Linked DNA regions of Mus musculus: all the other regions are linked to region 6. A link is a contact called in public Hi-C, HiCAR-type and HiChIP or PLAC-seq data. All regions are on one chromosome and are shown on one strand. The core of a region is the stretch at or near the end of the contact, and the rest is flanking DNA. Distances in the headings are between cores, read along the strand shown. Region 1 holds the start of Txndc2 (thioredoxin domain containing 2 (spermatozoa)). Region 2 holds the start of Ndufv2 (NADH:ubiquinone oxidoreductase core subunit V2). Region 3 holds the start of Mtcl1 (microtubule crosslinking factor 1). Region 4 holds the start of Ankrd12 (ankyrin repeat domain 12). Region 5 holds the start of Ralbp1 (ralA binding protein 1). Region 6 holds the start of Fbxl17 (F-box and leucine-rich repeat protein 17). Region 7 holds the start of Ppp4r1 (protein phosphatase 4, regulatory subunit 1).

What was found. Hi-C and Micro-C count contacts between places; a contact is called where the count stands out from the background. HiCAR-type assays count read pairs that join an accessible place to other places. HiChIP or PLAC-seq counts read pairs in DNA pulled down with a chosen protein or histone mark.
Region 1: an H3K4me3 HiChIP or PLAC-seq map of forebrain shows a contact between it and region 6, with 11 times the contacts expected there. The contact joins the promoter of Txndc2 here to the promoter of Fbxl17 in region 6. A contact is called at or near these places in 2 of 39 promoter capture datasets (embryonic stem cells and hippocampal neurons), 1 of 115 datasets of contacts at active chromatin or transcription factors (forebrain) and 1 of 9 other capture datasets (adipose tissue).
Region 2: a HiCAR-type map of astrocytes shows a contact between it and region 6, with 4 times the contacts expected there. The contact joins the promoter of Ndufv2 here to the promoter of Fbxl17 in region 6. A contact is called at or near these places in 3 of 39 promoter capture datasets (the 3T3-L1 cell line, liver and pre-B cells), 1 of 484 Hi-C or Micro-C datasets (muscle stem cells), 1 of 115 datasets of contacts at active chromatin or transcription factors (astrocytes) and 2 of 9 other capture datasets (adipose tissue and liver).
Region 3: a contact with region 6 is called in an H3K27ac HiChIP or PLAC-seq map of large pre-B cells, with 7 times the contacts expected there. The contact joins the promoter of Mtcl1 here to the promoter of Fbxl17 in region 6.
Region 4: a contact with region 6 is called in a Hi-C map of regulatory T cells, with 13 times the contacts expected there. The contact joins the promoter of Ankrd12 here to the promoter of Fbxl17 in region 6. A contact is called at or near these places in 3 of 39 promoter capture datasets (erythroid cells, liver and pre-B cells), 1 of 484 Hi-C or Micro-C datasets (regulatory T cells), 1 of 115 datasets of contacts at active chromatin or transcription factors (astrocytes) and 1 of 9 other capture datasets (adipose tissue).
Region 5: a HiCAR-type map of astrocytes shows a contact between it and region 6, with 4 times the contacts expected there. The contact joins the promoter of Ralbp1 here to the promoter of Fbxl17 in region 6. A contact is called at or near these places in 3 of 39 promoter capture datasets (hippocampal neurons, liver and pre-B cells), 1 of 115 datasets of contacts at active chromatin or transcription factors (astrocytes) and 2 of 9 other capture datasets (adipose tissue and liver).
Region 7: a contact with region 6 is called in a HiCAR-type map of astrocytes, with 8 times the contacts expected there. The contact joins the promoter of Ppp4r1 here to the promoter of Fbxl17 in region 6. A contact is called at or near these places in 4 of 39 promoter capture datasets (hippocampal neurons, liver, pre-B cells and 1 more), 3 of 484 Hi-C or Micro-C datasets (the G1E-ER4 cell line, embryonic stem cells and muscle stem cells), 6 of 115 datasets of contacts at active chromatin or transcription factors (astrocytes, embryonic forebrain, embryonic hindbrain and 3 more) and 2 of 9 other capture datasets (adipose tissue and liver).

The regions. Positions count from the first base shown.
Region 1 is chr17:65,640,813-65,643,909 of GRCm38.p6, reverse strand. Txndc2 (thioredoxin domain containing 2 (spermatozoa)) reads left to right here and starts at 1,706. Exons shown (of 3, transcript NM_001146002.1): 1 at 1,706-1,933. The coding sequence starts at 1,929. It overlaps Gm35477 (a long non-coding RNA gene), which reads right to left and starts at 1,600. Exons shown (of 5, transcript XR_003952220.1): 1 at 1,531-1,600; 2 at 917-1,446; 3 at 570-682; 4 at 366-458; 5 at 1-189.
Region 2 is chr17:66,100,233-66,103,371 of GRCm38.p6, reverse strand. Ndufv2 (NADH:ubiquinone oxidoreductase core subunit V2) reads left to right here and starts at 1,813. Exons shown (of 8, transcript NM_028388.3): 1 at 1,813-1,957. The coding sequence starts at 1,907.
Region 3 is chr17:66,448,450-66,451,620 of GRCm38.p6, reverse strand. It overlaps Mtcl1 (microtubule crosslinking factor 1), which reads left to right and starts at 1,871. Exons shown (of 14, transcript NM_172963.4): 1 at 1,871-3,171. The coding sequence starts at 2,276.
Region 4 is chr17:66,075,461-66,078,390 of GRCm38.p6, reverse strand. Ankrd12 (ankyrin repeat domain 12) reads left to right here and starts at 1,345. Exons shown (of 13, transcript NM_001025572.1): 1 at 1,345-1,507.
Region 5 is chr17:65,883,290-65,886,195 of GRCm38.p6, reverse strand. Ralbp1 (ralA binding protein 1) reads left to right here and starts at 1,273. Exons shown (of 10, transcript NM_001198949.1): 1 at 1,273-1,518.
Region 6 is chr17:63,499,311-63,502,665 of GRCm38.p6, reverse strand. It overlaps Fbxl17 (F-box and leucine-rich repeat protein 17), which reads left to right and starts at 2,086. Exons shown (of 9, transcript NM_015794.1): 1 at 2,086-3,355. The coding sequence starts at 2,649.
Region 7 is chr17:65,782,049-65,785,264 of GRCm38.p6, reverse strand. It overlaps Ppp4r1 (protein phosphatase 4, regulatory subunit 1), which reads right to left and starts at 1,910. Exons shown (of 20, transcript NM_001114131.1): 1 at 1,816-1,910; 2 at 1,597-1,641. The coding sequence starts at 1,822.

The DNA.
Region 1 (3,097 bases), core at 457-2,956, 2.1 Mb before region 6:
CATAAATCAAAAGCTCACAATTTATGCCAGCTCGTCGTAGGTGAGACTAGTCCACAACACTCCCTTACTGAAGAGGCAGGAGTGAATTCCCAAGTGCTAACTCCAGCTTCCTTCTAGCAGGTAGCTCAGTGCTGCTGTCATGGCCCCTCGCGGCTGGGGTGCTAGGTACAGCTTAGATTTTCCATGAACCTGCATGAGAAGGAGGGCACCATTTACATCTGGCTCTACTCTTTCTTTCCAGAAGCCCAGAGGGAAGGAATACAGGAGCCGAATGCCAGTGTTCACCTCTGGATTTGATCTGAGAGGAAATCCAGAGGCCCCCCCCTCTGGGATTGCATCTCTGGCAGAAAGTGCTTGAAGCCCACCTTGGTGGTGGTCGTGGCAGCCTCCTCCCCCAGTCTTCCTGGAGTCTTGGCGGCGGCAGCCCCATGGGTAGGTCTGTTCTGCCATACTGCACACTGTTTGGAGACCAAATAAGATCCTTTCAGGCTATTTCATAACTGCCTAAACCTTCTTGTGCTTAAAATAGCTGGTTATTTGCTTCCTAAGTAAGACACACCCTGACTCACAGAAGGGTTCCTGGGCGACTGGGAGACATGCCTGTGCAGAAGGCAAACACACCACGAGTGGAATGGAAATTCTTCAGCACCATTAGTGTTTCGAGTGTCTTGAAATCCATCAGCTGCGAGAGGAAAAGGAAAACACCAGCAGAGCTCTGCCAAGCTAACACATGACCAAGATCCAGGCAGCAGCCACAGCAGAGGCCGATTTCCTCGCTCTCGCTAAGACAGTTGGATTTAGTGCAGCTTCAAACGCTTTTTTTTTTTTTTTAATGAATCTAAATCTTCCCCTTGAGCCTTTCCTCAATGGGATTAAGAAGGAGCTCAGAGAAGCAGGCATGACAAATTAAACGAACCTGTTAGAATTTCAGCACCCAGGGCTCTCTTTGCTGTAGCGACAGCCTTGTGTTTCAGGTTCCTCCCTCTCCCACGCAGGTGGGTACACAGAGCTCTATGGATTCACTGTGCCAGGCTCTCTGACCTCTTGCTGGTTTCCCTTGTGAAGTGTGGCCTGGCTTTGTTTGGCCCTGGGCTGAGAAGCACAAGCAATCCCTTGATGTACCAGAAGACACTGTCCTCTTTCTAATACAGTGATTCTTGCCTCTGACCATATCCCCTTTCCCAGCAGACAGGCTGCTTTGCCATCTGTAGGCCTCCATGGTCCATTAGTCTAATTGTTCCCAGCCTCACTCGGGTATGCGTAGGACGGACAGATCCTTAGCATTTCCCCTGCAGGCTTGTGTCCCCTACCCCACTGTCTTGGGCCTGCACTCACTTCTCTGCTGGGACAAATCCTGAATAGGCTATGGCATCCATTGTGGATGTGGATCTTCCTGGAGACTCCTCAGTGAGAACATCAGAGCATGACTTTCAGCTTTCAGGTTTCCTGTGGGCACATGAAGCCAACATCTACACTGATGCTTCTAGCTTGAGACCGGATATGTGCCTACCCTCTGGCTTCCCCACTCACAGCGTGGAAGAGAAATTGTCCCTTCCTCTCATCTGGGAAGCCTCATTGACATCACAATGTCATCATCCTTTGCTGCCTTGTAAAGCCCACATCCAAGGAATGAAGCCCCGTGTAACAATATCCCTTCTATGACACCAACAATTGTGAAAGGGTTGAGAAGCACTCAGCCCTAAATGAAACGCCTATATCAACCCTCCTCTACAAGGCTCCTGGGACCATCCTAGAAGAGAGGAGAAGAAGGATGCACGTGATAGGGGAAGGAATGCTGTGAGATGCTGTCTCCTGGCTGTGGCACTCACGGACTCACAGCCGCCACACAAGATCAAACCAGCAAGACCAGCCAGCGTTCCAACCGACAGCGCTAATCGGACTCAGTGGGCTGCAGAAAAGAGACGGACATGGAGTGAGGAGGGAAATGTGTTGAGATTACATGAGGAGGAGGGAAAGGGGAAGTGGGTGGGTATGATCAAGACTGGGGAGGAAGGAACAGAGAATGTATATTCTATTAGGAAAGAAATGCATGGGCTGATACCAGCATCCCTTTTTCCCTTAGTAGAATATGTTTGCTATCCAAGCCCAGATGATTACGTCGCTTCTAGTCAATGTCTCAAAGCTTCTATAGACAACATGGACATGCCACTGTCTAGACAACCTCTTTCATTTTGACTGTTAGTATATAGTGTGGTAAAAGAAACATAGAAATACATCTCTGTTAAGAATGCAGACCTTGGGCTGGAGAGATGGCTCAATGGTTAAGAGCACCTGGCTGCTCTTCTGGAGAACCCAGGTTTGATTCCCAGCACCCACATGACAGCTCGCAACTGTCCGTAACTCCAGTTTTGGGGGATCTGATGCTCTTTTATGGCCTCTTTGGACACCGGGCATGTAAGTGGTGCCTACAGACAGACCTGTAAACAAAAACCCATAAACATAAAATAATTTAAAACTTTGCCTTAAATGCAAAACTTCAATTTTCACATATATTCTTGGGACTGGATGGCTAGGCAGAGTAAATTCGGAAAGCAAGCAAGCGACCTCGAAAAAGATAACAGAACTCTTTCTGAAAGGTGTGTGTGCGCACACATGCGTGCCCAGGAGCATATGTGTGTACCCACACATGAGCATGCTTACTTGCACATGAGTAGTCTGCACTTACAGGAGGAGTGTGTGTGTGTCCATGCGCATGTGCATATGTGTATGTGCGTGTGCATGCACATGTACAAGAGCAAGCATGCGCTTTGTGTTGCTAAAGATGGAACCTAGTGCTAGGCAAGTTATACGATTGAGCTTCACCCCAGCCTGTGGAAAGGTAATTCGGTTGTAGTTATGCCTAGTGAGGTACACATGGCTGATCCAACTGGGACTAGCCACAAGGCAGAAGGTAGGAGGATGGTGACACATGAGGAGGGCTTATGGAGGAGGGAAAAGACAGTCCAGCAGGAGATACATATTTGCTATCATGTGATACTTCTCAGAGGCAATGCTTAGGAGAAAGCTACAGTGAGTACTGTAGTTTGTTCTCAAGTGTTTGTGAGTTGGAAGCTTCTAGTATAGGAATGCTGAGAGG
Region 2 (3,139 bases), core at 564-3,063, 2.6 Mb before region 6:
CTGCCAATGTTCTGACCGTTCCTTGAACCCAGGTGTGTGCCCACTGCTGCACCTCACTGTTTGTGATATTGGTTGCTGGGATAGAGTCGGAAAATCTCCCCAGCAACCACAGCTGGGCCAATCCTGAGTTACTGTACCTTCATTAAACTCTTTCCTTGTTTCCCTCCCATACCCATTTCTTGAGAAATCAATCCTTTTACATTGTTTAGATCTGGAAATCCCCTACTCCCCCACTTCTCCTTTCCCCCCTGAGGGCCTATAAAAACTGGGACCCCCTTTTCCCTTGGGGTCGACTCCTCTACCCCTGCATGGGATATGAGTCGTCCCAAGAGCTCTGGCTTTCCCAGAATAAAGCCTCATGTGGTTTACATCAAGCTTGGTCTCTTGTGAGTTCTTGGGGATCCGCTATTATCCCAAGACTTGAGTGAGGGTCTTTTAGCTTCACCTATAGCGAGTTTGGGACCAGGTTGGGCAACATGAGACTCTGAAAAGGCCAAAGTATTACAGCTGCTAATGATGGTGACAATATGTTTGGGTGCACACAATAAAACAAATCAGTAATGGGACCCGGATTATTTTTTCTTTTTCAGTATCTTTTCATTCCCTCAGAGAAGTACTGAAGCAAATTTATTAGTGGTAAACTAATACTGGAGATAATGCAATAGGAACTAAAGAATTTAGTATCATTGGTTAGAAACACTATTTCTTGAGTCGAATAATAATTTTTTTTTTTTTTTTTTTTGGTTTTTCGGGACAGGGTTCCTCTGTGTAGCCCTGGCTGTCCTGGAACTCACTCTGTAGACCAGGCTGGCCTCGAACTCAGAAATCTGCCTGCCTCTGCCTCCAGAGTGCTGGGATTAAAGGCGTGCACCACCACGCCCGGCTGAGTCTAATAATTTGTAGAATATGATTCACACAGGTTGCAATGGATTATCTTGGGTGGTTTTTTTTGTTGTTTTTTGTTTTTTTAAAAAAACAAACTCATGACGAATAACCTTTCAGAATCTTCATTCTGTTGTCAAAATTACGGAAACTATTCACAACTTTATTATAGCAAAAAGAAAGGGGTGGATAGAGAAGACACACACAAAACGACAGTCAGAAGAAGAGTCAAGAATAAGTTAAAAGCCCAAGGTGGCAGTATGCGCCTGTCTGAAGGTTGAGGATCACTCAAAACCTGTGTAAAATACCGACAGCTGGAAACAGCACGATGCGTACTAAAGCTGCTAGGAGTTTCCTGAGATCAAACAAAAATCAAGAAGACAGTAGGTTCCTCCCTCCACCAGTTTTATCATGGAAAATGTCTAGAGCATACACAAGCACAAAGAATATTTGTTCGTCTACCGCGCAGCATCAACAGTCATCATTTCTACCTCCCACTCACTGGCATCCCGAAGTCAATTCCAGTTTAGCCTGTCGTTTTACAGACTCTAACGCAAAGGCTTGGGAGCCAAGGCACTTGCTGTCCAAGTCCACTAGGTGGCAGCCCTTTAAATACGATCGTATGTAAGAAAAGACTCAACCAAACGAATTTTGAAAGAAATAACTGCAATACCAGAGGAGGTGTTTGACAGAACAAACACAAGATCCCCCAGAAGGTACGCCTCGTCCTCAACAAACACAAGAGCCTCGAGAAGGCGAGCCTCGTCCTCAGGGCGGGGACTCAGCTGGCCCAACCGGGCCGGCCTTTTAGGGACTGGGCTGTTTCGGGCCCGCCCACCGGTCCCAGCAGCCCTCGCGCGCCGCTGCGTCAGGAACGGCGTACCGTTCGGGACGCCCAGGCCAGGGCTCGTGAGCGCGCGCGCGCCGTGCGTCCTGGGCGCGGGGCCGCGCGCGCCGGGCCTCCGGGCTCGTTCGTTCCCAGTCAGCCTAGAGCGGCCGGGGTCGGAGCATCGCGTACCCCGCCATGTTCTCCTTGGCGCTGCGGGCCAGGGCGACCGGCCTCGCTGCTCAGTGGGTAAGAGGCTCGGGGTGAACCCCGGGCACTGTCGCCACAGTCTCCCGCTCTTCGTGCCTCCCTTAGCTTTTAGTCCTCGGAGACCCCTAGGCGCTGGACAGGTCAGCTGGCGGCGGCGGGGACGCCGCGGCCTTCGTCCTCAGTGCCTCCGGGATGCTCCGCAGCTGCGGTGGCGGCGGGTGGCGGGCCGCCCGCACCGGGCCGGGGAAAGTCACCCCTAACTTAGTCAAGGTCAGGAAGGCGATTGTCATTTATCCTGGTGCGGAAGCTAGTGGGGGGCCCTGGCGGCCCGCTGCTTCCAGGATCCTAGCAGCGAAGCTTTGGGCTGCTTGTCTGTCAGGCATAGCGGCTGCGCTGCATCGGATTTAAAAGCATGCTGGAGAAAACGCTGATAGGCTTGGTAAAGGCTTGCCGAGTTCCTTCAGGACTAGATAAAGGTGACCAGCGTTTCATTTACTGAAGTTGTTCATTCATTTTAGGAAATGCTCGGCAGAGAATCGTAGGAATTAACCGTGAGAGAATAGTAGTAGCACGAGTAACCGCACTGACCAAAGAGTCGTAGTTCTATGGCCATTTGAGTGTCAGGTGCATCTCAGATAGGCCAAGGAATTGAACTGAAGTTGAAACACTGAAGCGAAGCTAAAATGCAGATTCCAGGGCCTGCGAGGTAGCTCAGGGTGGAAAGGTGCTGGCCTCCAGGTGTGAGGACTAGTTGTGGTCTGACCTTCACAAGCTGAGCTTGTGTCCGGAGAGTGCATGGGCACACAGAAAGTAATGGCTATTGAAATTAACTACATGGCAACTACAGGGAAGAAAGAAGCCTTATTTGTTTGGTTGGATTTTATTTTCCTAACAGTAAAACAAAAACTAAGTTCTCAACAAAAGACTATATATATATATATATATATATATATAGTGTGTGTGTGTGTGTAAACAAACCATTTGGGGCTTTAGACTTAGGCATCCCAGGTGACCTTTTGTAGTTATGTGACATGACCTAGAGAATTAGTCTTTGTTTCTTTAGCTGTGAAATGGGAATGTTGAGTCTGTCCCTAGTTATTTGAAGCCTTAATGTACTTCTAGGTCCAGGTAACAGTGTGAATTGGATTATAGTACTTTTTTTTTTTCCTTTTGAAATTAGATCTCACCATGCAGCCCTGGCTGGCCTGGAGCCTGCTAAGT
Region 3 (3,171 bases), core at 622-3,121, 2.9 Mb before region 6:
TAGATGCTATTGTATGTATTGTATTCCATGTATTGTATGTATTGAGTGATGCTAATAAGGAGGAACGTTGTCCTTTTTAAGGGAAAGGAAGTTGGGTCCCAGTCGGCAAGTTTTTGGAAGACTTACTGAAACACTTTTGGGTGGACTCTTCATGACTGTGTATGGTCTGAAAAGGTGACATGTTAAGAGTCCTGGTCATACTTCTTCAGGAATGTGAGGGTTGGCAGGGGATTTTGACTCCTCACGTTGGTACTGGAGGGGAACGCTGGAGCGCCCTCTCGTGGACACAGTCTCGTGGACACAGTTAGTCAAGCGTGCCTGCCGGCCTCCAAGCACTTCAAGGGGCAGGTCTCAAAAGGTACTTATTACGGATTATATAGGGTGTGCCTCACTTTCAGAAGATTTTCACAAAAGTGACTCGCAAAGTCCAGGCCTGTAAGTGCAAATTGTGTCGGAAGGTTTCAATAGGATCTGAGCTCAAGCCCCAACAAGACATTCTATCTTCTGGTTTATAATCAAAAAAAAAAAAAAAAAAAAAAAAGCCATTTCCTGCAGCTTCTGACGGTTCGGGCTACGGAAGGCCATTCTGTCGTTAAGACCACGGACTTTGAGTACAATTTTCCTTTAACATTTCAAGTCTGTACTCTCCTCGTGCTTCGGGATGCAGTCACCCACACCATGCCCTCTGCCCCACCCTGCGGCTCTGGGATCTTTCTCAGCAAATAAGATCAACCAGAATCCTTCACTTTCCACTCCACAGCTTTAGGTCTAAGCCCTGTCCCACTTAACTGTGCTGTGAACTTCAAGACCAGCATCTTTCAGGAAACACACAGGATTTCCCCGCTGGCGTCTTCTTCTTGTTCATCCCTGCTCCCCAAATCCCGAATCTAGATAGAGGACAACTTAGACTTGTCCTCGGGGCGCTTATTGCCCAACATCCAAAGCCTGGGATATAAACCACACGGAACATCTGTCAAAAGCACTTTACAGTGGACGGGTGAGTCCTTCTCTTTGCTCAGTTAATCAGAATACATCTACATTCGGTTTTCTCTGATTCTACAGGTGAGGCGGGAATCGGAGACCCAAAAGGTCAAGTACCTTGCCCACGGAGCGGAACCCTCAGGCTCCTTGGTGCTCTAAGGCAAACGTGTACTGCTGAGACTCCGGTAGACCTAGGTTTGAATCCCCGCTCAGCCCCGGAGTTCAAACAAGCCACTTCACTTCCTCGTGCCCATGTCTCCTTCTGAAAACAGGATTTCGAATTCGGGACTGTCATCATGCGAGTAGAAGCAGTGCCTGGAGCAAGGTCGCCGGAACTATAAATGTGAGCTCCCTTTCAGACCCCGGCTTGACGAGCTGCTTCTCCGATTTCTACAGCGGCTCCTCCCTTTCAGAGCTGCCCAGGCCACTGGGGGTGCCAACTGTGGAGCGCTGTGTCGGTCCTGACGCTGCATCCGGTACCAGGAATCCTTAAAGAAGCTCTGGGGAGAGCGGTGGGCAGCGAAGCGAAGAGGGGAGGCAGGAGTCAGATAGAGGGGGCTGGGTGGAACAGAGAGAAGGCTGGCACCCACCGCAGAGGGGCCCTCTACCCCGCCTGCACCTGAAGTGTCCCCAAGTGGCCGATGCCCGCCCTCTTCCCTCCCTTCACCCCAGCTTCTTCCCTTCCTAGCCGGCTCAGGGTGGTAGCCCCAGTACATCCAAAGGCAAAGAGTGGTCCTCTGCTGCGTGGACGCGTGGGCACTCGGGCTCTGCGTCTCCCGCGTCCCCCGAGCTGCAGCCCCGCCTCCTGCCCGCCCCGCCCCCTCCCCGTCCCGCTAGCAGGAGGCGGGGCGTGCGCGTCGGGCTGGGGACGGAGGGGGACGCGCGTGCAGCAGCTTCTCTCCGCCGGAGCAGCCGAGCAGAAGCCGTGGCTGCCGATCCCCCGCGGACTGGCAGTGGGCGGGGAGCGGAACTCGGGAGCCGGGCGCGCGTCGCCAGACAAGTGTTTTTGTGCGAGGCCGCGGTGGCGGCCACTTCAGCTCTCTGAACGCACGGTGCAGGGGATGCGAGCGGCCGTGGCGGCTGTGCCAGGAGGATCCGAGCGCCGTTGACCTGAGCGAGGGGACACACTCCCCCGGGTCGGCTGAGTGCGGGGGAGGGGACGGCGGGAGCGCAGGGTGCACGCCGGGCGGGGCAGGGGGTCAGTGATGACCGGGCGCGCGGGGAGGCTGCACGCCGCCGCCGCCGCCCGGAGCATCTGCCGCCTGAGCTGCGGATCGCAGCCGCCGCCCGGGCCATGGAGACGCTGAACGGCCCCGCGGGCGGCGGCGCCCCGGACACCAAGCCGCAGCCAGCCGGCCAGCATCACCGCCACCACCACCTGCACCCGCTGGCCGAGAGGAGGCGGCTGCACCGCGCACCCTCGCCCGCCAGACCCTTCCTCAAGGACCTGCACACGCGGCCCGCCACGGCCACCCCCTCTGCGGGCCGTGCCCCGACTCCCGCGGCTCCTCGCTCGCCTAGCCTTGCCGGGAAGGCGCCGCCGTCGCCCGGGCCCCCGGCCGCGCCCGGTCGCCTCTCCCGACGCAGCGGTGTAGTCCCCGGCGCGAAGGACAAGCCGCCGCCGGGCGCCGGAGCCAGGTCGGCGGGCGGCGCTAAGGCCGTCCCGGGGACCAGGAGGGCGGCGCGCGCGGGGCCGGCGGAGCCACTGTCCCGGGTTGGGAGGCCGACTGGGGCCGAGCCACCGCCTGCCGTCGCGAAGGGTCGCAAAACCAAGCGCGGCCCCGGGACGCCTCCAGCTCGCGCCGTCGTGCCCCCGGCTCGCGCCTCCCGGGTCCCCGCCGTGACCCTCTCTGTGACCTCGGTGGCTGGCTGTCGTATCAACCACACGGACAGCAGCTCGGATCTCTCCGACTGCGCCTCCGAACCCTTGTCTGATGAGCAGCGCCTACTCCCCGCCGCCAGCAGCGACGCTGAGTCGGGCACCGGCTCCAGTGACCGGGAACCCATACGCGGAGCACCCACTCCGAGCTCCGGATCCCGCGGGCCGCCGCCGGGCAGCCCCGAGCCCCCTATCCTGCTCGCGGCGCCCCCTGTCGCCAGTGCCTGTCTCGGGGGCCGAAGCAGCCCAGGCGGGGCCTCCACAGGGTCCCCGGGACCCGGTTCTCAGGAGGATGTTGGGGGCCGAGCGCC
Region 4 (2,930 bases), core at 96-2,595, 2.6 Mb before region 6:
GATTTGATTTATATTATGTGGATTAGTGTTTTGCCTGTGCTCGTGGTGTGCACCAAATCCAGAAGAGAGCAGTGGACACCCAGGAACTGAAGTTACATAAGGTTTTGAGTGGTCTTGTGGGTGTTGGGAACAACTGAATCTAGGTCTTCAAACAGTGCTTTTAACCCCAGAGCCATCTCTCCAGCTCTGCCTATATAAAAAGACTAACTGGTTGTGAGTGCTTATGATTTAGGGTCTAAGGTAGGTCTTTAAAGTTAAGTTTTCACCAGAAATATAGCTCTCACTATACACCACTGTTGGGTACTTGGTTGGCATGAGCAAGGGCAGAGCTTCAGTCCCCAGTTCACACATACACAGATTTCTCTAGAAGACTGTTCATACTGAAAGTTTTTTATAGCTGAGAACAATGGAAGACAATCTATCCTGATTTTTTTTTTTAATGAAGGTTTATGTCCCTGTCAAGCCCAAAACTCACATCAGAATTTACAGCTTATTATTGATAGGACTGTCTTAAAATCATTAAGATACTAACGGATACTGAAGGAGGCCACAGTTAACGAAGAGGGAGAAGATGGTTTCCTGTGGAGTATGTAACTTCTTAGGGTGGTTAAAGCACAACGGTTGCAGGCTAACCGCTGTAGATTAAAGTATTCAGAAGGAAGTCTGAGGACAAGCTGCTGCGATGGTAAAATTTCCTCACACGCCCTATGAGACTTAGTACCACAGGAACAAATTTGGTGAAATTTCTGCTCAGAAAGGTCACAGGATCGCATGGCTAGAACTGAGCTTACCGATGCGTTCTTTGCAAGCAGTGCTTAGAGCCGTGCTTTGGGAACAGAGTGCGTCTGGCTGGGACATCCCTCGGCCCGCGCCGCACGAAGCGGCTCAGTCACGCAACCCGGACCTGCCCCACAGTGCTGCGGTGCCCTCCCGCCCGCACGACCACCGCTAACAAAACCCTCCCGGTTTCCGGCTGGTTTTGCCGTCCCAACTCAAACCCTGCAAAAATATGTGCGTTTCCTCCGCCGGGCGCCAGCACCCATGCCGCCTTTTGCACATCTCCGGTGGTGGTGACTGCGCGTGAGGAGCTCCCCGGCCGACGGCTCGAGGGCTGCTCCGACTCCCACGCGGCTCCAGGACTTCCGGCCCCCTCCACCCGCTCCGCTTCGCTCCCCAAGAACGCCACCCGCCGCCGCGCGCTCCGCTCCTCCGGGGAGCCCAGGGACGGGCGCGTCGGGGGCGGGGCACGGCGGTCACGCCGCCCGTCCCGTGCCTGCAGGAGTCACGTGTCCGCCCGGGTCACGTGCTCGCGCCGCAGCCAATCGCGGAGAACGCTGTCCAGGAGCAAGGAGGCTGTGGTGAGAGACCGACCAAGACCGGAGATGTTTTTAAGCCTGGCCCCGGCGGCATCAGGGGCTGTTGCAGCGGCGACGGAGACACCGGCAGCGGCGGCCACCCGGAGGTCCTCGTTCAGGGGGTGAACCCTTCTGCGCCCGCTGAGCCTCGGGTCTGTGCGGGCCAGGGGGGCGTGGCGACCAGAGGGGAGGAAGGAGGGCGCGGTTTCGAGTCTGTCCCGGGTACCAGGGAGGAGACCCTCAGCCCGGTGCCCCGTCTCCTCCCCGGAGCCAGGTAGGGGGGTTGCGCCTCTGCCAGCCGCGCCCAGCCGTGTGCTACGCGCCACTCGGCCCAGCCCAGCCCGCGGCGCGGCCGGCCGGACCGTGACAGGCCGTTGGTGGCCGCCCCGCCCGGCATCCTGACGGGTCGCGGCGCAGGTGGGGCCGCCGCTGGGCGACGCTCGGGCGGCGGCTAGCGCGAGCGCCTTGGCCGCCGCTTACCGGAACATGGCGCGGCCGGGAGGGCGCCGCCAGCGCACCGGGACGGACGGCATCGCGGGGGCGCGCCGTGCCGCCGCGCGCTCCCGGTGCCAGCGGCGCTGCGTGCGCGGTTGTCGGAGACTCGGTGCGGGCCGGGGCGTAGGAGGCGCGATGGTCCCGGGAGAGGTGCGTGAAAGCGAAAGAGCTGCGGCTCGCCGGAGCCAGTTCTGTCCTAAATGCCAGTGCGACCTGCCCTTGCCGCGTTGAGCGATCAGGTCTAGTTTGTGCCAGTTCCGATTGGAATGATGTTCAGAGACCCTTAGAGCGTATTGGAATCTTAGATCTGGTTTTTGGAGAGTAAGATGGAGATGACGCATCCTTCAGGATCCACGGCGTTGAATAAAAACGCTGTACAAAGAGGTCACCGAAGCCCAGCTGACAGCTGTTTTAATAATTACAGCGAGAATAGTTGAGGATGGAAATGAACAGTATTGCACTAGTTGAGTACGTCGGAAACATTTGAAGCAGTGTGGTTGTAGGGACTGTAATTTCCGCTGGACACCCCTTGAACTGGGGCGAAGTATGTTGCAAATCCGGCGATCAGTGACGCTCAGGGATTATCGTTAATTCTGTGGTTGAGACGAACCTGCATTCTCAGCCATGTGTTTCTTCTTATTTTAAAATGGCCTGAGTCAATTATAAAGAAAGATGAACTATCCCAGTAAGTCATCTGTTCATTAAAAACATATGCCCAAGTAGGCCTTTAAAAATCTTGCTTACTGATCTTTTTTTCATTTTCTTAAAGCGTTACACAAAGGCTTTCCTGGAGATTAACTCAGAACTGCCAAAATGTGCTCTCTTGATGCCAAATGGTTTAAAAGCAAAAATTAGAATCACCAATGTGACAATGAAGACATTGTTGTAGTTCCCTTTAAAACGTTTCAGTTTGACATTTAATATTTTAATATATTTTGTTTACATGGTGAATGTGGAGGGCAGATGACAACTTCCTAGGAGTTGGGGTTCTCACCTTTCCCTGTGTGGGCTCCAGGCAGGCTCTTAGGCTTGGTGGTTCGAACCTTTATGCGCTGAGCCATCTTGACCTCCTTCAGTTAA
Region 5 (2,906 bases), core at 24-2,523, 2.4 Mb before region 6:
CTATGGCTCAGAAGGAAGTCAGTCTTCACTCTTGCTTTTCCCTCTCCCTTGCTGTGTCCCCCACTTCTCTGCTTTCAGCCTTATTCACTTCCACGGTGAACGAGTCACGTGATGTTACACGTAAATTACTCAGTTAAAAAAAAAAAAAAAAGCCTCTTTCCCCACCTCATTATCCCATATGTCAATTCCAGGGAAGGCTCCATAAAGCCCCGCTCAGGCAGTGCTTATCCCTTGACCAAATCAGAACTGCCAGCGGGAAGGAGTAATTTAACTGGCGTACTCACAGGCCATCTTCTCATGGAGGCTGTTTTATTGCTACAGGGGTTGTGGAAAGGTCCCTCTAGGACCTCAGTGTTCCACTGGGAGTGACTCTTTTGCACAAGGGGATGGACTTGTCATATTTGAGCAAAGATGGCTTGGGAGTGTAGCACACGATGGATCAGTGAAGAAGCAGACACTAGAAATCTCATCTCTCTTCTGACTGCCAATGTCATAAACCCAGAATAATTCCATGGAGTGCTGTTTATTACAGTATGCACCAGCCAACACGTTTTCCGTCCTTCGTGGGGGACTTCTGGAGGATACGCAGCTGTTTCTATTTGTAAGCTGAACGTGATGCTGTGCGGCTTTAACTCGGGTATGGATTGCTAACTGCGGAGGCAAGTGGGTGGGAGCCAGCAGTTTCCCGCAAGTCAACACACTTCAGGGGTCCTGCGGATTGCCCAGCCCTGGCCCCAGAAGCCTCCTTTCTCCAAACCCCCAGGCAAGAATTCTCCAAAGGAAGATCTCCGCCCAAAGAAGGCCAGCAAGGTGCTCCGCCCAGAGGCGGGGTGGGTCAGCAGCCCAGGCTGGTTTAACTGGTTGGAACCACTTAAAGTACGCAGACGCTGGGGGGAAAAGTGTCACTCTCAGTAGCTGCGGACACCAGGCCAGAGCTTGGGGAGGAACGCGCTTTCTTTCCAGCAGAGCTCCGCAGGGCTCCCACACTGTTTTCACTTGGATTCGCTCCGGTAGGTGTGTGTGTTCCACTCGCTCCCCAGAACACTGCGCAGGCGCCTGCAGAGCCTTAGCGTTTGGCGCATCCTCTCGCGGGTTCCCTGTTCCCCCTTAACGAGTTCCAGCTCGGGAGGCGCGGTGCTTTCTGGGCGTTGTGGTTTATGTCGGAGACAAGGGCCCTACAGCAGCGGGGCGTTGGGTTAACTAGAACTACAACTCCCGGCGTGCCCCACGCGAGGACGCGGGGCGTTTGCCCTAGCCGGCCCTAGCCGTCACGGCCAAGGAGCCGAGGACCCGGGAAGCCGGCTGCGGCGGGAGGAGGGCGTGCGCGTGCGCGCTGGGCCGGCTCGTCCTGTTCTGTCCCAATCATTGTAAACAGGCGAAGGCTGGGCGGGGTGGGAATGGGGCTCCCGCGGCCGGCCCGGGGTGCAGCGCAGGAGGCGGCGGTTGTGGCGGAAGCGTGAGTGCGAGGAGGCGGCGGCGGCTGCAGCGGAGCGGACGGTCGCTCGGCGGCAGGCACTGGTCAGTGGCGGGGAGCGGACGCTCGCGGGGGTCGCAACGCTGCGGCGGTGTCCGTGGGAGCCGTCGGGCGCCCGGCCTCGCGCCCGCGCCTGTCACGCAGCGTGCCGGGCTTGGGATCCCGGGCTCGGAATGGGAGTTGGGGGTGGGGGGCGTGGCCGCCCCGCCTTACGTTGTCCGTGAAAGCTTCACCCCGGAGCTTGCTCCTTTGGGGTGGGTCACGCCGCCTGCCCGACAGGCCTCCTTGGGAGCACCCGGGTGTGTCCTGTGTTGCTCTGGGACCCAGAGGCTAGTTGGGAGTCCAGCTGCTTCCTCGGACCCTTCCAGGCCTCGGGGCATCCCTGCGGGCCACACCTGGCCGGAGCTGCGGCCGGGGACTGGCCTGACGCAAGCCTTCCGGTTTATGGGTCGCATCTGCCTCGCGCATCTGGCTCGCCCACCTGTCTCCGTGTTTGCCGGGTAGAGTCGGGGGAACAGCTCCTGTTGTCGCCCGTGGCAGGCGTTGGGCAAGGGGACGACCCTGTTTGCAGTGGTACTTGTTCCAGGGTTCAGAAGTGTTCTGTCTGATCTGGAGTTAGGAGCTCCATTCTCAACGGCGTTTTCAAGCGTTTTCGTACCAGAGTGTTCTCAGTCGAGGCCAGCTTTCTTTTTCCATCTTTTAAATATGTCGTTGTGAAACAGGTTTGACGAATTACTCCACTTTCCAGTCTCCTGAAGTAGGTAGGGCTGGTTCAAGTTTGGAGATTATTACAAGGATTCTTCCAGAGAGAGCAGCGTGCGTACCCTAAGGTTTTTAGAGATCACAGCTGTTTTCATTAGAGGTCTGTGCTTGTGACAGAAGTGCTATAGTGTGGGCATTGAGCTGTTGCACTGCCCAGCTTTGGTGGTGTTGATGGAACGGGGGTGGGCTAACACTGGTGCTTTGGGGTAGCATTACCTATACTTGGCCGTTATTAACAAAGTACTCAGTGATAAGTTATAAGCCTACTTTTGGTTTAGTGTTCAGACAGCACTTTAAGGAAAGGTCCCATCACTTTCTGTAGTAGGAATTATCTCGATGATTTCAAGGTCCTGGATGTCTTCTTCAAAATGAAGAACTCCTGTTAGTGGTGTTAGCATTTTCAGAGGTCTGCAGTCAGTAGAGTGCTTCTTGTTTTTCAGTGTGTCCCATAGACCCAAGAGAGATAGGTTAGTTTAATAGCAGTTGCTGTTAAGTAAATTTTAAAACGAAGTATCTAGAAGCCAGCTGGTGGTGGCACACACCTTCAGTCCCAGCTCTCTGGAGGCAGAGCTCTGTGAGTTTGAAGTCAGCCTTGTTACAGAGCGGGTTCCAGTATAGCCAGGGCTAAACAGAAATCCTGTCTCAAACAACAAACAAACAAACAATCACA
Region 6 (3,355 bases), core at 837-3,336:
CATGCCTTGAATTGGTGACAATGTTCTTGCCTCAGCCACCTGAGGGCTGGTATTAGAGATGTGGAACCCTAGATGGGGAGCTGTGGTGTGGTGAAGAAAGAGTTAAGTGTAAATGTTTAAGTCTGAGGAATTCTGTTTTGTTTTCTCAAGAAGATCTATGTGGGTGAAGGAAGCAAGCAGTCAGAACAGACACACACCTTTCTAACTATCCAACACAAATGTCACTTCTCAGGCAGAATTCAACAAGACCAAGGGCAACTTGTTCACTTCTGACTGGCTAAGGATTATAATAGCTACCGTGAACTTCAGAAACTTAAAAGTCTCAGAGTCTGCCTACCTCATCTTTAGAAACGTTAAGTTGCAGTTCGAGTGCATATGTGCCCCTGATGGGTATGCATGGTGCCAGGCTCTCTATAAAGGACTTGCTAAAATCAGGAAGGCATTCTCGTTTCTAACTCCACAGTCTGATTCAACACACATTTATGAGATCCATTCATATTCTATTTTATTTTTAATTCAAGAGTAGTGGTGCACTGAATATTCCAGCTTCCTCATTCTCCCACTGACAGACATCTGGGCTCCTTGAGAGTTTTGCTCTCATCAGTACATTTGCGTTTCCATACAAGTCTTTTTGCAGACAGGACTTTATTTCTCTTGGTGAACACAAGATGTGGGTCTTTATGTGCCAAAGGGTAGACGAATGCTTGACTTACAAGAAACTGACAGGGCTGTACTTTCTGCACAATTTTAGCTTCATTTGCTCTAGAAAAGAGCCAAGCCGAGATGGCCATAACTTGACGATTCACGAATGGAGCTCTGAGAGCCTGGAAGACCCTTTCCTCGATTACAGGCAGAAGAACCATGGGCATGTGGGGGATATCCGTAGGTGAAGGAGTTCAGACAGCACATTTGAGAGTAACAAATATGTGAATATCTGGACAAATCTTTTTCCCATTGGTTTTTGAAATTCTGATATCCTCAACTCTCTCCCCGGTAGCTTTTGAATATACCCAGGGAGTATATTCTTCAGCAGGGAGGGGTGGGGCTTCTTTTAATGAAGAGTAGAAACTGCCAGAAACAAATCACCTCATTTCTTCGCAGCCTTTGTTTCTTTTCTGCCACTCCCCCCACTGACACTTTTTCTAAAGTCCTCTCCACTGCCTGATCCACTGCTTTGGACTCTTAGCATGGTTTCAAAGTTCCCTCCAAAACTTACCCTGAAATTTGCTACTGTTAACAGTATGCATGCAACATTCCTAAGGGGGTCCTTTAAGAGGTGATGAGGACACTAGAGTTCCGCCCTCCAGGAACAAATTGTTACCACAAGAGTAGGTTCCCGATAAAAAATGATAGACAGTTTCCGGCGCTTTTACCCTGCCACTTAGCTGACACTGCATGTTATTCTACTTTCCAAAGCCTCCAGAGCGAGATAAACTTCTTCATAGTTTACTGTTGTATGTAGCATTGTTATAGCAGCAGAAGAGACTAAGACAACTAACTTTCCCTACCTTCTCCCCTGTGAAAGCTGACCTCTCCCCATCCGAGAACCTGTGTCATCACTGTAACTTAAGACTTCTGAAGTCTGATCAACTTGCATGTTTTAGTTCCCCACCTTAGCCACCAAAGTCTGTCCTAAGGGCACCACACTAATATTCACAGAGTGGACAGACTGGATTTCAAGGTGTCAAACAACAGTAACATTGAGCTTGGAGCCTGGAATGTTGGAGTGTTTTTTCCAGCGTGTATACCTGTTTTCAGCGTGATACATGTTTTCAGCCCGCAATTGTGTGCAAAGGCAGCAGTATGCAACAGGTGCCTAGACACAGGAGTAGAATCAGTGTAGTCACCTAGCTAACGGATCCTTACTGGACTGTCACCCATCACCCAAGGGCTCAGGCCTCTCAGGTGGAACTGGTTCTTCCGTTCTCAATTGGCCTCAGTTTCCGAGTCAGGGCGATGGTGGGGTGGGAAGTGAAGGGGAAGAGCCAAGCTGAGCCTGGCCAATGGCAGCTCTTGAACTTACACCTCCAGACGTCAGCGCGGCCGTGGAAACGGATGTCACCCAGCTGGCTCGGAAGCGTCTCCATCCGCTTCGGGAGAGGGGCGTGAGCCCGGAGGCGTCCAGGCCACCTCCGTGTGCAGCCGGAGGGAGTGCGCGGCCCCGTCAGCGCGCAGCCCCGAGGTCCCCGCTTCTCCCCCGGCGGCGCTCCCGCCCCTGGGTGAGACCCGCGCGCCCCCGCGGGCGGCTCCGCCCCCTCCCGGAGCGGGCGGCGCGCTCCCGCGGCGACGGGCCGTGTCGCGGGCTCGCGCGCCGCCGGCCCAGCCGCAGTTAAAATGGTCCGAGTCGGGCCCGCGCTGCCCCCGCCGCGGCGCTGACTGACTGAACCGGCTGGCCTGGCCGGCAGACTCGCTTCCCTCCCTCGCGTCCCCACAGCTCGCGCCCGTCCTCCTCCCGGCTCCCCGGGGGGCAAAGCATGTAGCCCGCGTCGGGCACCCGGGCGGCCCGCAGCTGACGCCCACCCCCGCCGTCGCGTGTGCCGGGTGCGCGGCGCGGGCGACCCAGCCAGCGGCCTGCCCCGCCGCCGGAGCCCGCCCCTCGGGCCTCCCTCTCCCGCCCCGTCCCGGTCGCCCTCCTCGGGGCCTTCTATATGGGCCACCTTCTCTCGAAGGAGCCGCGTAACCGCCCGAGCCAGAAGAGGCCTCGCTGCTGCAGCTGGTGTCGCCGCCGGCGCCCTCTCCTCAGACTGCCCCGCCGGGCTCTGGCCAAGGCGTCCCCGCAGCCCGCGGCGCCCCGGAGCCGGGACTGCTTCTTCCGCGGGCCCTGCATGCTCTGCTTCATCGTGCACAGCCCCGGCGCGCCCGCCTCCGCCGGCCTAGAGGAGGAGCCGCCGCTCTCGCCACCGCCGCCGCCGCCGCGGGACGGGGCCTACGCCGCCGTCTCCTCGCAGCACTTGGCGCGGCGCTACGCGGCCCTGGCCGCCGAGGACTGCGCCGCCGCCGCACGCCGCTTCCTGCTGTCCTCGGCCGCCGCCGCCGCCGCCGCTGCCTCGTCGCCCGCGTCCTGCTGCAAGGAGCTGGGGCTGGCCGCCGCCGCCGCCTGGGAGCAGCAGGGCCGGAGCCTCTTCCTGGCCGGCGTGGGGCCCGTGCGCTTCCTGGGACCGCTGGCCGCCGTGCAGCTCTTCCGGGCACCGCCGGCGCCGCCGCCGCAGGCCGAGCCCGCCACGGCCCTCGAGATGGTTTGCAAGCGGAAAGGGGCCGGGGTCCCCGCCTGCACCCCCTGCAAGCAGCCCCGTTGCGGCTGCGGGGGCTGCGGCGGGGGCGGCGGCGGCGGGGGAGGGCCCGCGGGAGGAGGTGC
Region 7 (3,216 bases), core at 661-3,160, 2.3 Mb before region 6:
TTAAGGAGAGCACCCGTGTCCGTCCCCGAGCAGATTTAGCAACAGGTAGGTCTGCTAGGACTGCTTGCTTTAAAAATACTCTTTAGAGAAGCCTTCTGTGCTGGTTTGTGTTATATCAAGTTAACAAGGGTCGAGTCACCTGAGGAGGAAACCTCTTTATCTTGCCCTAGGCAATCCGGGGGGGGGGGCATTTTCTTAGGGACCCTTGTTGGGAGGACCTAGCCTGTTGTTGGTAGTGCCATCTCTGGATCCTGGGTGCTTTTGAGAGAGCAGGCTGAGTGAGCCAGGAGGAACAAACAACTAAGCAGCGCCCTCCATGGCCTCTGCATCAGCTTCCAGTTCCAGATTCCGGCCCTCATGATGAAGATGATGAACTGCAATAAGGAAGAATACGAGCCACAAACCTCTTCTCAAGTTGCCTTTGGCCATGTTGTTACATCATATCAACAGAAGTGCTGACTAAGGCACTTTCTCAAGGCAACACCTCCCATTGCTCAGAACAGGAATTTAAGTGGAGTAAAGAAAATCCTATCAGACAATGCTACTGACTATCTGCATAGCATTTGTAAGAGCAATTTTCGCGAAGGCATCTCTGGATTACCGGAACAGGTATGAAATCACACTCCCCAGTCCAGGCAGGCTCTCTCCCCTCACCAGACAGCTCTTGTATCACAGCAACCAGCTCAACTCTGCATATTTCTTGGTTTCAGATCTCCCATGAACTACACTTAATAACATTTTGTGCACACTTTATTCCTAAAATGCATTTTCCACCAGTCACTCTATCTGCAAACATTAACACGAGTAGAAAGCATTTCTACTTAAGTGTAATTCACAACTTCTTCCCATATAAAGTTAGCTAAGTCATAGTCTTTTCTGTCTCCAACCACCATTATTTTCTGAAGCTTAGAAAAACACAAAACACACTCAAAATGAAAGATATCTTTCTAAATAACTCATTTCCTTCACCACATGGAAACAATGTCCACAAGCTGACTGGGTTTTGTTTTTTGTTTTTTAATGTACAAAAAGAGTCAACTCTTTAAAAACTTTAATATCTCAACGGAAACCTGCAATTTTAGCATTTAAGTACCAGAATGAGCTTTGAACACTCCCAATTTTAAAAAGCTGCTCTCTGAACCTAGTCACTGCATCCTGCCAAGGTCACACCTACTAACCTCCCCGAAAATCGGAAATCAAATGTGTGAGTGAGTGGTGGTGGTGGGGACCCGAAACGGCTCAGAGGTCAAGTACAACACAGGTATGTAACCAGCACACACTAGGGCGAGGGAACCCCCGAGGGCGGGCCGAGCACCGCACGCCGCACAGCCCCCCGAGCCTTGCGGAAACACCTCCCGGCACCCGCCGCCTCCTTCATCGGGGCGAGGGTGCGGAAGACACTCAGGAAAAACACACCCATGTCCCCTCTCCGGCCTCCGCCCCACGGGCTTCTGCTTCCCCAACAGCCGCCCCGCGGCCCGAGCCTGCGGGCGGCGGCCGAGGTCCGACCACGCGGGTGCTCCCCAGCGCGGCGGGGTCCCGAGTCCGCCCGCTCGCCCGCCGCCCTCCGGGGCTGCCAGGCCACCCGCCACTCACGTCCGTCCGCGTCCTCCGGCAGGTCCTCCTGGAGCAGGGAGAGGTCTGCGCCGGGGGAGAGAAGAAAGGCCGGGTCAGCGTCCCGGGCCGGCGCCGCGCCCCAGCCGCCCGCCGCCCGCCCGGCGGCGCCTCCCCGCGCCGGCCTCTCCCGGGCACTGCCGAGCGCGGGGAGCCGCCGCCGTCGCCGCCGCCGCCGCCCGGGGAACTGGGGCCACGTACCCGCCATCTTGTGCTCGCCCCCGCCTCCTCGTCTCCCGGGATCCCGCTCCGCGAGCCGCTCAAGTAGAGAGCCGGTGGGCGCGCGCGGGCCGGCGGGGGCGCGCGCGGGGCGGGCCGAGGCCCGGGCCTGCGGCGGCGGCTCCCGTACGCCCGCCCGCCCGCGCGCCGCCCGCCGCCCGCTGCCCGCCGCCCGCCTCCCGCGCCCGGCCGGCCCGGCCCCGAGGCGCGCTCCCACCCGTGGCTAGAGGCGCCCTGGCGCCGAGCGTGCGGAGCGCGGCACGAGCTGCCCGCCGGGGGACCTGCGGCGTGTGCCCGAGCCGGGCGGGCGGGGTCCCCGCGGCCCGCAGCTCTGTTGGGTCACCGGCCTCGCCCACCGCTGGCCGCCGCCCGCTCCGCCGCGCGCCGCTCGTCGCCCGCGCCCCTCCCAGACCTGCTCGTGCGTCGCCGGCGGTCCGCGGCCGAGCCTCCCGCCTCCGAGTGGAGGAAGCGCCGCCTCCGCCCGCGCGCCCAGGCCTCGCGAGTGACTGAACAAAGCCCAGGCCCCGGGCCGGACGACGGTTTGAATGACAAAAGTTCCGCCGGCCCAGCCGGCCTGCCTTCCCGTGCGGCGCGGCACGTTAAAGCCCCGGCACCGGCTTCCGAGCCCGCGCGCTCCCCTGGCGCCCGCCCGAGCTGACCCTGAGCGGCCCGGGCGCGCGGGCCAGGCCGAGTCCAGTCACTCCGCGGTTCTTAGCCTTGTGACCGCAGGGAGGATCGCCGAGGATACCTGCCCCCTCCGCCTCTCCGGGGAATGGCAGACTGTCAGGAATCCAGCACCGTGCTTGCTACCTCGGGAGTCCGGTCGCCGGGTGCCTGGGATTGGCAGCGCTTTTCTCGAGTGAACTATCACACATCTTACTGGTCCCTTTGTTTGAAGAGAGTTAAACGGTTCTTGTAGGTTCCCCAGGCAAAGTAGGGCAAAATCCAGATTTTTCTGACTCCAGTTCGCCGTCCCATTTCTGTGAGTCTTAGGTCTAAATCCAACATCAGTGAGGTCTCCAGAATGGTCGCCCGTAAAATGAGTCTCATACATGATGCCCGTTTTTGAGTCTGATATGAAAAAAGGAGGATTTTAAAGGTTCAGCTTGTTCCTTTCTGCACCATAGTCCTAATTCAAGGCAACATATTGGCATTTTAAAACACGGGGAATCAGAACAAGTTGTAGGTGGTCTTTGGCTACTTTGTGTGTTCTTTCTTCCACCCCTCTTCTTTCACCCTTTCAACTCCCTAATACTAAAAAAGGGTAGGGGTGGAAGGGGCCATCATTATATATTGGACTACTTCCTGCTGATGAGGGTTGATGAGCTTCTTGGAGCAAGCTTGATCTTCGTAGTCAGGTATATCTAATTTCTTCTTCCTGTT